Regions from separate parts of the Rattus norvegicus genome. Here region 2 is linked to region 1. A link is a contact called in public Hi-C data. All regions are on one chromosome and are shown on one strand. The core of a region is the stretch at or near the end of the contact, and the rest is flanking DNA. Distances in the headings are between cores, read along the strand shown.

Region 1 (6,937 bases), core at 3,582-6,081:
GGCAGCCCTAGCTACCATAAATATCTCTTCCAGTCCAGGATAAACAAACTTCCTCTGTAAAGGCCAGAGAGGAAGTCACTCAGGTTCCTTTGTCCATCTGGTCTACCTCAACTCCTCGACTGTGTCTTATACCTCCTTAGCCATTACTAGCAATCCCAAAATACACAAACAGTCAGGTTAGTTCCAATAACACTTTATTTATGGACAACAAATTTTGAATGTAAAGTACTATTCACGAATCACAAAATGTTATTCCTTTGAGTTTTTCTCTCCTTCTTCTTCAATCATTTAAAAATATAAAACCTATTCTGAAGTCACGGGTTGTGCAAAAACAGGTGGTCCACCAGGTCTGGCTCCAGGCTACAGTTTACAGGTTTATTCTGATTGTTCAAAGCCGTTCTGTGGACTAGCAGCCCCAGGCTCCAGTGGCACCTGGAAGCTTGTTGAGAAAGAATATCTTTTTTTCAGCTCTACAGATGCAAAACCTGGATTTAACCCAATCACCATGACTCATGTGTACTTTAAGTTATAAAAATACTGACACTGAAGGGTCATATTAGACATTCTAATTCACAATGGGATGTAGCCTGGACACCAAGCTTTCAAAACTCCCACCCAACCCCAGTTGGTTCTAAGGTTCTTGAAACCCAGAGATCTCCTAGGGAATGTCCTGGCTCTCAGAACATCCAGACCACTCCTCTATGACAAAGCAAATCACTGTGTAAGGATCACTGTCAGTCACTGAGTACTTCTGGGACCAGTGTCCCACTGGATCCTAGACTGTGGAGATCTCACAGATGGCTCATTTCTCTGGGCTTGGTCTTTCACCCCTAAACCAGCAAAAGATGCTTTGGAGCTCTGAGTATTCTTCCTTGTAATCCCCCATCTCCATCTCACGTACCACTGACCCAGAAGGCAGGGAACACAGAAAGATGGCCTTCTGTCCCAAGATTACCCAGCTCTCTTTAAACTCTGAACTTCTCCCTCTTCTTGGGGACTCTGAGTTCTTAGGATGGTACCCACATCCTAGCTTCCCAAGGATTCTGGATAAAGGGGACAAAGGCAAACCAACCTTTCAGCAAATCTACTGAGCTCCAAGAACCCTGCCCTACCCTATCTAGAGTCTATACTTCCTCAGACCCCAACTTCTTTCTCTGCTTTTGATATTCTCAGGACCTTGTGTCAGCCTGAGAAATGTGAAGAGGAGGCTACACCAGTTTGGAGCAGCCAGTGCCTTAGCCAGCTTGACCACAAGTGCTAAAAGACCTTCAGAGTCCTAAGTGAGAGGGCTGGAGGGACATGGGGCAGTCCTTGTGTCCCCTCGGATGACCACTAACATCACTGCCTCATGGGCCATCTACCTCAGGTCTAATCCCAAGTATCTTAACACTGAAGCCACAAAGTGAGCCTGTACCCTAAAGATAGAACCTCGACTTTCAAGACTTCCCCCTCCAAACGACAACCTCCCACCTCCTGAAGACACTGCCATACGAATCAGAAGCCCAAACCTTGGAAATTCTGGAAAGGTAGACTTAGAAGGTGCCCTGAAAAACCAGCTCTCCTCATACTTCTGGGGAAATCTGTGCTCAGGGAAGAGAAAGGAGCCACCCAGAGTGGAGGCAGATGGAAGATACCTCTATCCCTCCCTTTATACATTCTACCTCCTACTCCACCACAGTGTTCCTTCCTTGGTGCCCCCACAGCTGGGGTAGGGTGTTGGGGTGAAGAACAAGGCTCTAAGGTGGAAACCCCGAAGGGTTAGGCTCTCAGGCTCAGTTTAGCCTTTGGCCAAGAACAGCACTATAGTGTCGTGCCTGTCCTTTAACTGCTCTTGTGCCCAGCCAGCCCAGCCCAGCAGAGACCCCAGTGGGCAGGTGTGCAACTTGCCCCTTCCTAGCCTAGAACGATAGAAACAGCTGTGACTGTTTCCCCTTCAATAAATGACTGAGCCACCCTAATGCCAAGAGCTGAACTAAGAACTGTGATTCTCTGAGGTTTCCCTCATACACAGATCACTGAGGAATTTAGACCCTCCCTTATAAGACTCCCCAAATGTCTCTGCCCTAATACAGCCTGTTGTTGGAGAGACCACATGGGGATAATCAGAACCAGGGCTGAATTTCTCCTCTGTTTGATCCTGAGCCTCAGTTTTTTTTTTTACCTGTAAAATGGGGATGCCTGTCTACCAGGGTAGCTGGAAAGGAAAAAGGGGTGTGTGAAAAGGCCTACTCCACAGGTGGCAACTATGAGTTAGGTGCCCCACCAGTGGGCTCTGTCACCTCTCCTTCCTTCCCGAGCCTCAGTGAGGCAGCTTTCCCACAGAAGGAAGCAGGAGAGTGTCTCCTGGAATGTGGCAAGGCGCCTTGGAGCTGAACCCTGCCTTGCAGCCCTTCTTTAATTAGCTCTCAACTAAAAATAGCTACCCCCACTCCCTCTGGAGCTGCACACCTCCTTCCTGGCCTGGCACTAGGGTGTGCAGTAGTCACTCTTGGGGTAACCAGCCTGAGACAACCCACAGCATGGAGGGTATGCTGGATAGGAGGTTTTATTGAAGGGGACACAGAAGCAGATAAGGGCTCATGCCAGGCCATTCTGATAGCCCCAAGTGGCCCTGTGACTCCTGCACTCCCCAGACCCCCTGCACCTGGACAGCTGGCACCCAAGGAGTCTTACCCAGTCTTGGCAAAGGTCTGCTCAGGGGAGGGCTGGAAGACACAAGCGACTCCTCTGAAACCATAGACATGCCTACTAACATGTCTACCCAATGGTTTGTCCATCCACAGCCCAGTCTTGTCCCTGCCAGGGAGCCCAGCCATCACTTGCAGCTCTGTAGCCGGGTCCTATGATGCTTCTCCTCTGTCAGCAGGGGAATGAAGGTATCGCTGTGTGAGAGCTTCAGCCGGCTACCCCAACTTGGCCCCTCCCTGGCAGCAGGCTCTGGGGGCAGGGTGTCCAGGTCGCTGCGAGAGCCCCCGGGCTTGCTTTCTGCGCTGCTGGAGTTGAGCTCCATCAGCTCCAGCTCATGCTTGGCTGCCGTCTCCAGGACACGTTGTTTGTTGTAGTACCTGACAAAGTTGTTAATGATGGGGTGAATGGGCAAGGCAATGGCAATTACCCCACACAAGAAGCTGATGGCCGCGTTGAGCTTGCCCAGAGTGGTCTTGGGGTAGATGTCGCCATAGCCCACTGTGGTCATGGTGATGATAGCCCACCAGAAGGACTGGGGGATGCTCTTGAACAGAGTTTCAGGGTGGCTCTGCTCCATGGTGTAGCCTAGTGCGGAGAAGACGAAGATGCCCACGGCCAGGTACATAAGCAATAGCCCCAGTTCCTTGAAACTGCGCTTGAGAGCGTAGGTGAGGGTCTGCAGGCCTGAGGAGTGGCGGGCTAGCTTGAAGATGCGTGCGATGCGCATGATCCTTAGGGCCTGCACAGCCTGCTGCACGTTGGTCAGTTCCATCATTCTTGCACCCAGATGCGTGAGTGTGAGGCTCACATAGAAGGGGAGAATGGCCAGCACATCCACAATGTTCATGAAGGACAGGGCAAAGTGCAGCTTGTTGGGCGATGAGAAGAGGCGCAGCAGGTACTCCAGAGTGAACCAGCCGATGCAAGCAGTCTCCACGTTCTCCAGCGTCGGGTGCTCTACGCGGTTGCCTTCAGAGTCCACCACTTGCAGCTCAGGTATGGTGCCCATGCACATGACCACGGAGGAGACAAGGATGAGCAAAAAGGATAGAACTGCCACCACCCGCGCTGGGCACGAAGACTCCGGCTTCTCCAGGAACTTCCAGACACACTTCTGGCAGCGGCGCCAGCGGCCCTCGGCAGCGTCTACACCCAGGTCGTCCAAGATGAGCTGCACCCTGCGCGCGATTTCCTCCAGTTCCTCGCGCTTCTCACTCAGATGGCTCTTGCAACAGTCATCCAGGAATTTGAGGTCCACCTTCCAGAAGTCCATCTCGTTCTTGAAGCAGATAGGGCAGATGCCTTTCTTCATGTGGACCTCACCGAAATAGTATACTTCAATGACACACTTGAACGCGTCCGGGTCCCGATCAAAGTAGAATTCGCGCTTGCCTGGGTCGTAATCATCGCACAGAGAGAAGATGGTGTCGTAGCCCCCCGCCAAGCAGTTGATGAGCTCTGCCAGCCGCGTCTCGGGATACTGGCTGAGCAGGTCTCCATAGAGCACCTGCCGCACGCCCCCCACATTTACCACGATCTCAATGTCATCGCCTGCCACAGAGTCCTGGCTGCCTGGCTCTGGGAGGCTTTGCTCCGCAGATGCGTCCATGCTCCTGGTGGGTTCGCTTGCAAGCCCCGGTTCCATGCTCCCTGCGCAGCCGCTGCCAATGCGAGGCCCTCGGGGACAACAACCACCTGCCGGGAAAGGCACTCAGAACCGGCGGTGGCAGGCTGGGGCGCACCGTAAGGGAGCCATGCACCCAGTGGCGGGGCTGCACGCGGGCATCCAGGAGTGCTGGCGGGGGACTCTGCGGCCAGTGGCTTCGGCTTCGGTGTTGGGGACACTCACCCACGGGCTCCTTCAGGTCGGTCCGGGACAGGACGAGGTTTTTCTCGCAGGCAGCGTCCTCCTTCCCTGGATGAGCGGTGGCAGTGACGGGTCAGCCCCAGAGCTGCGCGATCTGGGCTGTACCGAGAGCTAACTTGGACTGGCTTTGCCGGAGCGGGTCCGAAACACAATAGGAATTCCAGCCTGACGTCAAACGCTTTGCTACTGTACCCTCTTCTGGTGAGATTTCGCACCGCACGCGCTGCAGCTGCCCAGGAATGAGTTAACCCTTGGGCAGACCTGCACAGCTGCTGCCATCGTGTCACCGGCACCAACCGCTGAACTGCGAGCTGAGAGGTTAGGACCAACAGCTTTAAGGCCACCGGGTTCAGGCTGCCAAGTCCTTCCTGCGCAGCCAGGTGAGAGGGGAAAGAGGCCCTCTGTCTGTTGTTCACCAAGTTCCTCAAGGGGCAGCTGTGCACTCCTTGGGCACATTCCTTCTGTCCTAGGCTTCCGTAGGCCCTGGAAGGGTCTCTGACACTCCCGAGCACTGCCCTGCTGGTGGTGGGACCTTATCCTCTACCACTACAACTTGTCCCAGACTTCACAATAAAAAGGAAATTGCTTCAGGTCACAAGATGAAAAGAGAGGAAGGCTTAGACATCCCTTAACCCAGGTTTTCCTGCTAGCCTAGCTGCCAGCTTCCAGCAGGCTAGCACCATTAGCTCCCATAGCCCAGGATGCCTGGGCCCCTGTGCCCACAATCCCCTCTACTCTGAGAGAAGTGAGTTCTTCCGGTTGGATGCCCCTATACTCCCTCTCATCTTTCCGGAGGCACAGAGCATCTCTGGTTCAGTTCCAGGTTCTTAACCACTAGCGTTATCAATCCTGATCCAGCTATGGCCTGGAATTGGGTTAAAAACATAAGCTGGGCTGAGATGTAACTCAGTCGGTAGAGTCCTTGCCTAACATGCACAAGGCCTGTGTTTGCTCTCCCATACCACATAAGCTGGGCTGCGGTACCTGTCCGTGATCCCGGCTTCCCTTACTTAACAAAGGAAGGCAAGAAGATCAGGAGTTCAAGGTTATCCTCTAGAGTTGGAAGCTATCCTGGACGATATCCCCTTACCCACCACGTGCACACAGAGTTGGAGAGATGAACAGGCAGAACCAGTAAGAGGAGGGGTGAATAGACAGTGGAGCCATTTTATTCTGTTTGACTGTATGGTTGCAAATATGTCATTCGCACTTGTCAAAACCCACAGTGCACAAAAGCAAGAGGGTGTCCTAAAGGACACTGTGGCCATGTGGGTGATTATAGATGCTCGGTCCCTGGAATTTCCTCAGTTGTGACAAGCATCCACTCCCACAGGGATGTTCACTGTGGGGGGAGGGTGCTGGTCATGGGGAAGTTGAAGAGACAGGGGTCTGGGAAATTGCATTTCTCTGTACAAATTTTCTATGGCTCCAGAACTGCTCATTGGAAAGGACTATTAAAATGTATTCGTATGCTGGATTTCTCTGCCATTCAAGACCATGCCTATTCTTGAGTCCTAAAGCTGCTATACAGGGCCACTAGTGGTATTTTCTTTAATGGGATGATATAAAAACTGGATGCTATGGAATGCAATACACAAGGTATTGTTGGGGAAATATCTTAACAATTTTGATTTTATTTCCTTAGCACCGGTCTATGGTGTCACTCAGAATAGGAACTTGAGTCTGAGAAAGGTTGGACAGCAATAACGGTTAACACTAATGTAAGAGCACTGGACACCTAGCACTCTGTGATATATATTTATATTATATGTATAGTATGTGATTAAATATATATGTGTATATATATATATATATATATATATATATATATACACACATATTCTCAGTCCCCAGCTGCTTAAGACATTAGTAGCTGCCACCATCACCCACTGCATTTGGGATCCGGGCTGCTAGGCTCCAAGGCCCCCTTCCTTGGTAGGCAGTCAGTCTACTATCTCCTCACCCTTAGGTCCATATTGTCTATGCTAGTGCTCCTCAGCCTCCTCCTGCTCTCCTGTGTACCAGCAGAGCCCAGTGTAAAGAGCAGCCAAATCTGAGCTTTATGGGCTTAAAAAGACCATTCTCACTCACATGTTCAAATATTTACCAAGGTCCTGGGCATGCATACATGCTACACTCACCCTAGGTAAGGACAGAATTCATAATCTACCATATATATTATACATCTATTATATATGCATACAACACACACACACATATATATATGTATGTATATATATATATATATATAATAGTTTGGGTATAATAAGAGAGGGAGGAATGTACAGGGTCATGCTTCCTGAGTTCTCCTAGAAGGGATACTGTCAGGGTGTCAGCTGATTGGAAAAGGGAGGCACAAAAGCTGGGTGTTAGGGCCTGGGT
Region 2 (6,494 bases), core at 767-3,266, 86 kb after region 1:
CCCACAGGGCGAGTTCACACTATAATCAAACAGTGTAAATTTAATTCCCTTATCTCTTCTAGAGTCTGCTGTGCAGGTTATGTTTAAAGCATGGCAGGAAGAAATCCATCTCCTTTGTGGTTTTTTAAAAAGACAGCCTTAGGCCAAGGGAATGTTGTCCATCATCCAGTGAGCCTATATTTTCAGACGCCCTGGGTCCTGGGTCCATGACCAGCATTTGGGAACTGAGGAAGACTTCACTTCTCAGAGCCTGTCTGAAGGAATGAGAGACAAGGCCATAGGGTCAATGTCTACCAGTGGTCCGTTATAGATTATTGTGTGTGGAGTGGGGCGGGGAGATCCAGAAGGCTCCAGAATGTTCCCTGCCAATTACGAGTATTTTTTTTTCTCTGAAGCACAGTGCTGAGGGCAGCGTCCCTGGCCCACATAGAGCACTTGCTTTTGATCTAGCATGAGATACTTTTACATTTTAAATCACAGATCACAAGTGGAGCCCCAAAAGCACCCGGAGGAGCTAGCTGTCTTGCTTTGAAAGCCTGCCGCCCGAGGCTGCCAAACATAGACAATTCAGTGGGGACTTTTCTCCCAGATCTGTGCTGTGCTCGCTGTGTAAGCTGCTGGGATTTTGGGACAGTGGGTAGAAAATTCCTAAGCTGCTGGAATTTTGGGACAGTGGGTAGAAAATTCCTAATGCCCAGTTTAATCCGCCTTCAGAAGTGTGCGGAGGTTGGAAAGGGGGAGGAGTTTATTTTGGGATTCAGTTTCCCTGCGGCAGCATCAAAGGGTCATGAAATAGACGCTCTCATGAAAACTTGAGAGAGCAGGTGTTTCTACAAGTAGAGAGACCCAGGTGTGACAAACCAGGTCCTGACGCCTGGTGGTGTCGCGCCTCGGGGATATCACTTCACCGGTCTAACCTTCATTCCCACGTCTTTTATGCCACGGAATACATTGTGTGCCAGGCACTCCACCCAGGGACACACGTGAGTGTTCTGCTTACCCTTCCTGAGCTCTGACCATCCATTCCTGTGAGAAGGGTGTGTCTACACTCATGGGTGCAGGTACACCAGCATTCCTGGAATTTCTAAGAGACCGAAACATAGCCTAGATGGTGGTGACCTTGTCCTCTCTTCCCGACGGAATTAGAAGGACATGCCCTCTGGGGTTCCTGCAATGACCAACTAGAAGTCCCAGGGTGAAGTGGGAGTGGAAGTGAGCGCGTGTGTGCGCGCGCACGTGCGTGTACACACACACACACACACACACACACCAGCTAAAAACCAGCCTGGTCTCATTCCAAGGGGAGGTAACTGCAGAGGGAGAGGATGTGGGAGGAGAAAGTTGCTTCTGAGTGTGTCTGGTGCAGCTTGATGTCTGCCCCTCTGTGAAGCTGGCCTATCAGAAGCTGAGTGGGTAGGGCAATAGCCTCAGCTGTCCTAAATATATAGCCAGGGTCTGCGTCTGACCTTGCCCCAAGAGGGTGAAGGGGATGTCTAGGGGTGCTATACCCCGGGAGAATGAGGACTCCTGGGTTCTTTCCATACCCTCAAACCACCCATGCCCTCACTCTCTTGCTGTATTCTCTCCCCTCACCCACTCTCCACAATCTTACATGAAAAGTTACCCAGAGAGCTGGTGTTCTGGGAACACCTCTCCCCCAGGACTCTGACTCCCATGTCTCTGGGTTTCTGTAACTACAGGGGGTCAGATAAACCCTAGATTAGAGTCTACCTTACATTTCCTGGGTCCCCAAGATGGCCCTGGACATCTCAGTTTCTCCTCACAGCTCCTTGCTCTATTCTTGACCTTTCCAGCCACCCTCTCCTCCTGACAGGATGCCTCATCTCCCCTGGACCCAGCTTCCAGATCCTACGACACTGAAGAAGATGCTGACAATAGAATTCAGCCAAGCCAGGACGCTGAGGTTGAGACCACACTGTGTAGCATAAATGGTTTGAAATCTCTACCACAGCATCTATTCTATGACGTAAATATTTTATTAAAGCCTGGCACGCAAAGAAAAATGTGCACCAGTCATGGGCAGACAGTCCAGTTTCCACAAGCAGATCGGGCTGAGTAACAAAGCAAGCGGAAGCGCCTCCTGGTGGTCTGTCCCCGTCATTACTTCCTCCAGGGTATCTGCTTCAACTTCTCAGTTCGTCTCTGCTGGCTGTTTTGAGCACACGATTTGATAATGTTTCGCTGTCTGACTATCTGCTAACTTGCTAGTTATTCTTTTACCCTGGGCTTGCTATATACTTAGTAAGTTCACTCATTCAACACCGGAAGTGTGACGATTGAAGATCATTCTCGGGATTGAACAGAACACCCCCACATCCAAGTCTCCCGAAGAAGGTGCCTGTGTGGGAAGGAAGCCTTCTCTGAAAGAAAAGAGGCTGTGTAGGGAAGGTCAAAGATGTTCCGTTATTAAAAGCTCTGAGTGGCTCCACAGCCGGAGGAGACAAGTTTTCCTTCTGCTCCTGCACAGTTAGACAGTCAAGGGGACACAGGGTAGCAGCCCCCTTCTAGCCTATTTGGTACAGGTGTGTGCATGTGGCCAGGTTTGTAGGTAGACCCTCTCAGTGGCTGCAGCACGAGTGGTGTGAGCCTCGTAAGAGCAGAAAGGCCAGCAGTTTCTCCCTAAGAGACACCCAAGCTAATTTCTCCCCCTTAGTGAACCGAAACGACTCTTAACAAAACCATTGTCCTTCCACAGGCTGGATGTGGGGTTCGAGATTTTAGGAAAAGCTCCTGAAATCAACCTAGGAAAAATCATTTGGAGAGGCCGATGAGATGGTTCAATCAGGACAGTGCTTGCTCTGTAAGCATGAGGCCCTGAGTTACGTCCCCAGAACCCACACCAAAATGCTAGTGTTTGTGTTGCATGCTTTGAAGCCCAACTCTGGGGAGACCAGAACAGATGGCTCACAAGGGCTGGCTTGCCTGCCAGTCTTTGATGAACTGGTGAGCTCCAGGCCAACAAGAGATAGTATTTCTGAGGACACTAGAGGTTATTCTCTGGACTCCGAATCCACACACACGAATACACATGTGCCTGAATTTAGAAGAAGGATGTGGGGCCGTGAGGTAGCTCAGGAGGTAAAGGTGCTGCAAAGACCTGAGTTCAATCCCCAAGACCCAAAAGGTAGGAGAGAATCAACTCCCCAAAGTTCAAAAGTTGTGCTTCAACCTCCATGCACATTCTCTGGCCCATGTGTACCCACACACACATACACGCAAACAAACAGGCAAGCAAGCAAGCAAACAAGTATAATTATGTTTTAAATGAAAGAAAAGGAAAAATCAACTGTTCTTCCTAATGATGTTCCCGGGGCTCTGCAAAAGGCAAGGCGTGAAACTTTCCTGCATAGGGTACTTGGCGCCACCTAGTGGTCTTTATGATTATACCACCAGTGCGATACCTCCCCCAGCCGGTTCCTTTCCCTCCTCCTTTGAGAAGGGAGAACCCCCGCTCTAGGTATCACCTCCCTATCCACACCCTTCCGTTCCCCCAGAACCCCCCAGCCCTGGCTCATCAGGTTGCTGCAGGACTAGGTAAATACTCTCCCACTGAGGTCAGGAAAAGTAGTCCATTTAAGGAAACGGGCTCCGCAGGCAGGCAAGCAAGCAACGGATTCAGGGAGAAGCCCCGCTCCCGTTGTTGAGGACCGAGCTGCTTGTTTGCTACATATGTGCAGGAGGCCTAGGTCCAGCCCGTGCTCGCTCTTTGGTTGGTGATTCAGAAGGAGGGACGCTTTCTGAAAGAGGTGACAGGTTAACATCTGGGCTTACATTTAAAAGATTAATGAGAGTCAGCCGAGGGCAAGGAGGGGCCCAGCAGCTATATTGGAACAGACAAAGAGGGCTTCCTTTCAAGACTTCAGAAGGACCCTTGGCTGAGGTTGGCAGCTTTCCCTCAATGAAGCAACCAAGCCACAGAAAATGGTGTGTGCCCTTCCAGATGGCCTGAAGGCCCATTTAGCCAGACTTCTCAGCTTCAAAAGACTCCATGGTTCATCTGTTCCAAGTGAGAGCGTGGAAACACAAGGACAAACTGGCAGAGTGGAAAGAGGCCAGTTGACTGTGCTCCTATGGATTGGTGTCCCCGGCAGGTCACCTGGTTTGCTTTCTGCAACTGTCTTTTTTTTTTTTTTTTTTTTTTGGACTGGACACTCAGATAAAAAACCCATCCCTTTCATTTAAAGAACCGATTCTGCTCAAAATAAACACAGAATCTATCATGGGACTGGGTATAGCTCAGCTCTTGCCATGGGTTTAATCCCCAGAGCACAAAATAAAGCAGTCATAACCTTTACCATACTTTGGCATACTTTTAGTGATTAGAATGTTAAAAAAAAAAATAAAACAAGGGTAGGGCAAGGTCTCCCTCAATCTCCAGAAAGTCCCGGGGAAGTTACAAGGGAAAGAAACAGAAATGGAGGAGGGAGCCTTTGAAGTGTCGAGGCTAGAAATGTCAAAAGATTTATGAGGTTTGTGGTGATTTGGCTTTTGTTGTTGTTATTGTTTAGAAGTTCTTTCTAATTACATGTGTGTATATTTGTATTGTTTATGTGTATGAATGTGAATATGTGTACATGTATGTATATGCGTGTGTGTATGTTTTTGTGTGCATATGTATGTGTCTGTGTGTTTTGTGTGTATATGTATGTATATGCATGTAGGGATGTGTGTCTGTGTTGTGTGTGTGTGTTTTGTGTGTTTGTGTGTATGTACGTGCATGTACGTGTGTATGTGTGTGTGTGTGTGAGAAAGAGAGAGAGAGAGAGAGAGAGAGAGAGAGAGAGAGAGAGAGAGCGCATGCCTGTGGAGGACTGAAAATAACTTTCAGGAGTTCTCTCCTTCCTTTCTGAAAGCCCCAGTTGAATAGCCTTTCAGAAAATGCTTTTGCTCTTTGAGAAGTCCTATTGGTCCCTGTTTTTGTAATTTTTGTCTTTTTTGAGACAAGGTCTACCTATGTAGTTCTGGCTGGCCAGGTACTGAATATATAGACCAGTATGCCTGGCTCAGTTTTTGTTTTCTGTTTTGTTTTGTTTTGTTTTGACAGGATCACAGATAGCCAGGCTAGCCTCCAGCTTACTAGGTAGCCAAGAATGACCTTGGAGTCCTGATCCTCCTGCCTCCACCTCCTGAGTGCTAGGATATAGGCATGTGTCACCCTGCCTGGGTTTGTGTGATGCTGGTGGTCCAACCCAGGCCTTCCTGCATGCTAGGCAAGCACTCTGACAACTGAAGCAGAATTTGTCCGCATAGGAAGGAGAAAGATCTGCTAATGTTTCAGCTCTGTGAACAGGGAAGAAAATGATGTGTAATGCACTGTATCTCTGACACGAGTTAGATCCTGATACATCAGGATCTTTTGTTTGCAAAGCTCAAAGTCAACATCCTGGTTGTTGTGGCTTTTGGCAAAGATCCAGGCCATGGCAGGGAAAACAGGTGTGTGTATGTGAGCTCAGAGGACTGGGGTTCTGGCTGCTTGGCCAAGGGGCACAGTTAGACATCATAGAAGAACCACTGTCTTTGGTGCCCTCCAAAAGAGGATGTGTTGATTATTTTACTTGGTACTGTGACAAAAGCAACTGGATAAAGGAGGGTTTATTTTGGCTCACAGTTTGAGGGCACCGTCCATGGCAGGAAAGGCATAACGGCATGACAGCAGGCGTGTGCAGCAGCTGGCTGAACTGCATCGCAGTCAGGAGTAGAGAAAGTTGATGCAGGTGCTCAGCTTGATTTCTGGACTTTATCCCAACCCCAGGGGATGGTGCTGCCCCCATCGAGAGTGGATCTCCCCACATCTTGTAACCCAATCTAGAAACTCCTTCACAGACGTGTGTCCATGGTGATTCTAGATCCTGTGGACTAACAATATTAACCAGTACACACACACACACACACACACACACACACACACACACACACGTCACACACACACCACACACACCACACACCACACACACACACACACACACACCCCACACACATAAACACACACACACATACACACACAGTTTTTAAAGAAAAATAACACACAAATACAAACTAAAAACAAAACAAACAAACCAAGTCAAACCTGATAGCTTATACTTGTAATCCCAGCACTAGAGAGCATGAGGCAGGGGAATCACCAATTTAGTTTGAGGAGAGTCTAGGCTTCTTAGCCAGACCCTATCTCAAAATACTGAAAGCTAGAAAGAAAAGGAGGGAGGGAAGAAAGGTGGGGGAGAGGGAAGGCAGGAGGGAAACCAGTACAAATATTCCATTGTAAACAAAATCTTTATTTAAAAGCAGATTTTTTTCCCATTAAAAAAGGCCAAGAGGCTGGGGAAATGACTCACTAGGTAAGAGCATTTTGCTTCAAAAGCATGAGATCCTGAGGTCTGATCATCAGCGCTCTCATGAAAAGTTGAGCAGAGCTGCGTGTACTTGTAATCCCAGCAATGGAGAAGAGAAGTGGCCAGAGACAAGAGGACCACTGG

The links. Hi-C and Micro-C count contacts between places; a contact is called where the count stands out from the background.
Region 2: a Hi-C map of the A7r5 cell line shows a contact between it and region 1, with 2.7 times the contacts expected there. The contact joins the enhancer-like site here to the promoter of Kcnf1 in region 1. A contact is called at or near these places in 5 of 12 Hi-C or Micro-C datasets (the A7r5 cell line, Schwann cells, frontal cortex and 2 more).

What each region holds. Positions count from the first base shown.
Region 1 is chr6:45,688,875-45,695,811 of GRCr8, forward strand. Kcnf1 (potassium voltage-gated channel modifier subfamily F member 1) reads right to left here and starts at 4,832. Exons shown (of 1, transcript NM_001169104.1): 1 at 2,154-4,832. The coding sequence starts at 4,333. The coding sequence ends at 2,816.
Region 2 is chr6:45,777,610-45,784,103 of GRCr8, forward strand. No RefSeq gene overlaps it. Among named protein-coding and RNA genes, the nearest start is that of Pdia6, 11 kb to the right of the region's middle. Within about 2 kb of position 2,017, at least 13 of the 93 cell types and tissues checked have an H3K27ac peak or open chromatin away from gene starts, as enhancers often do. A contact at or near this core is called in the A7r5 cell line, where this site is marked.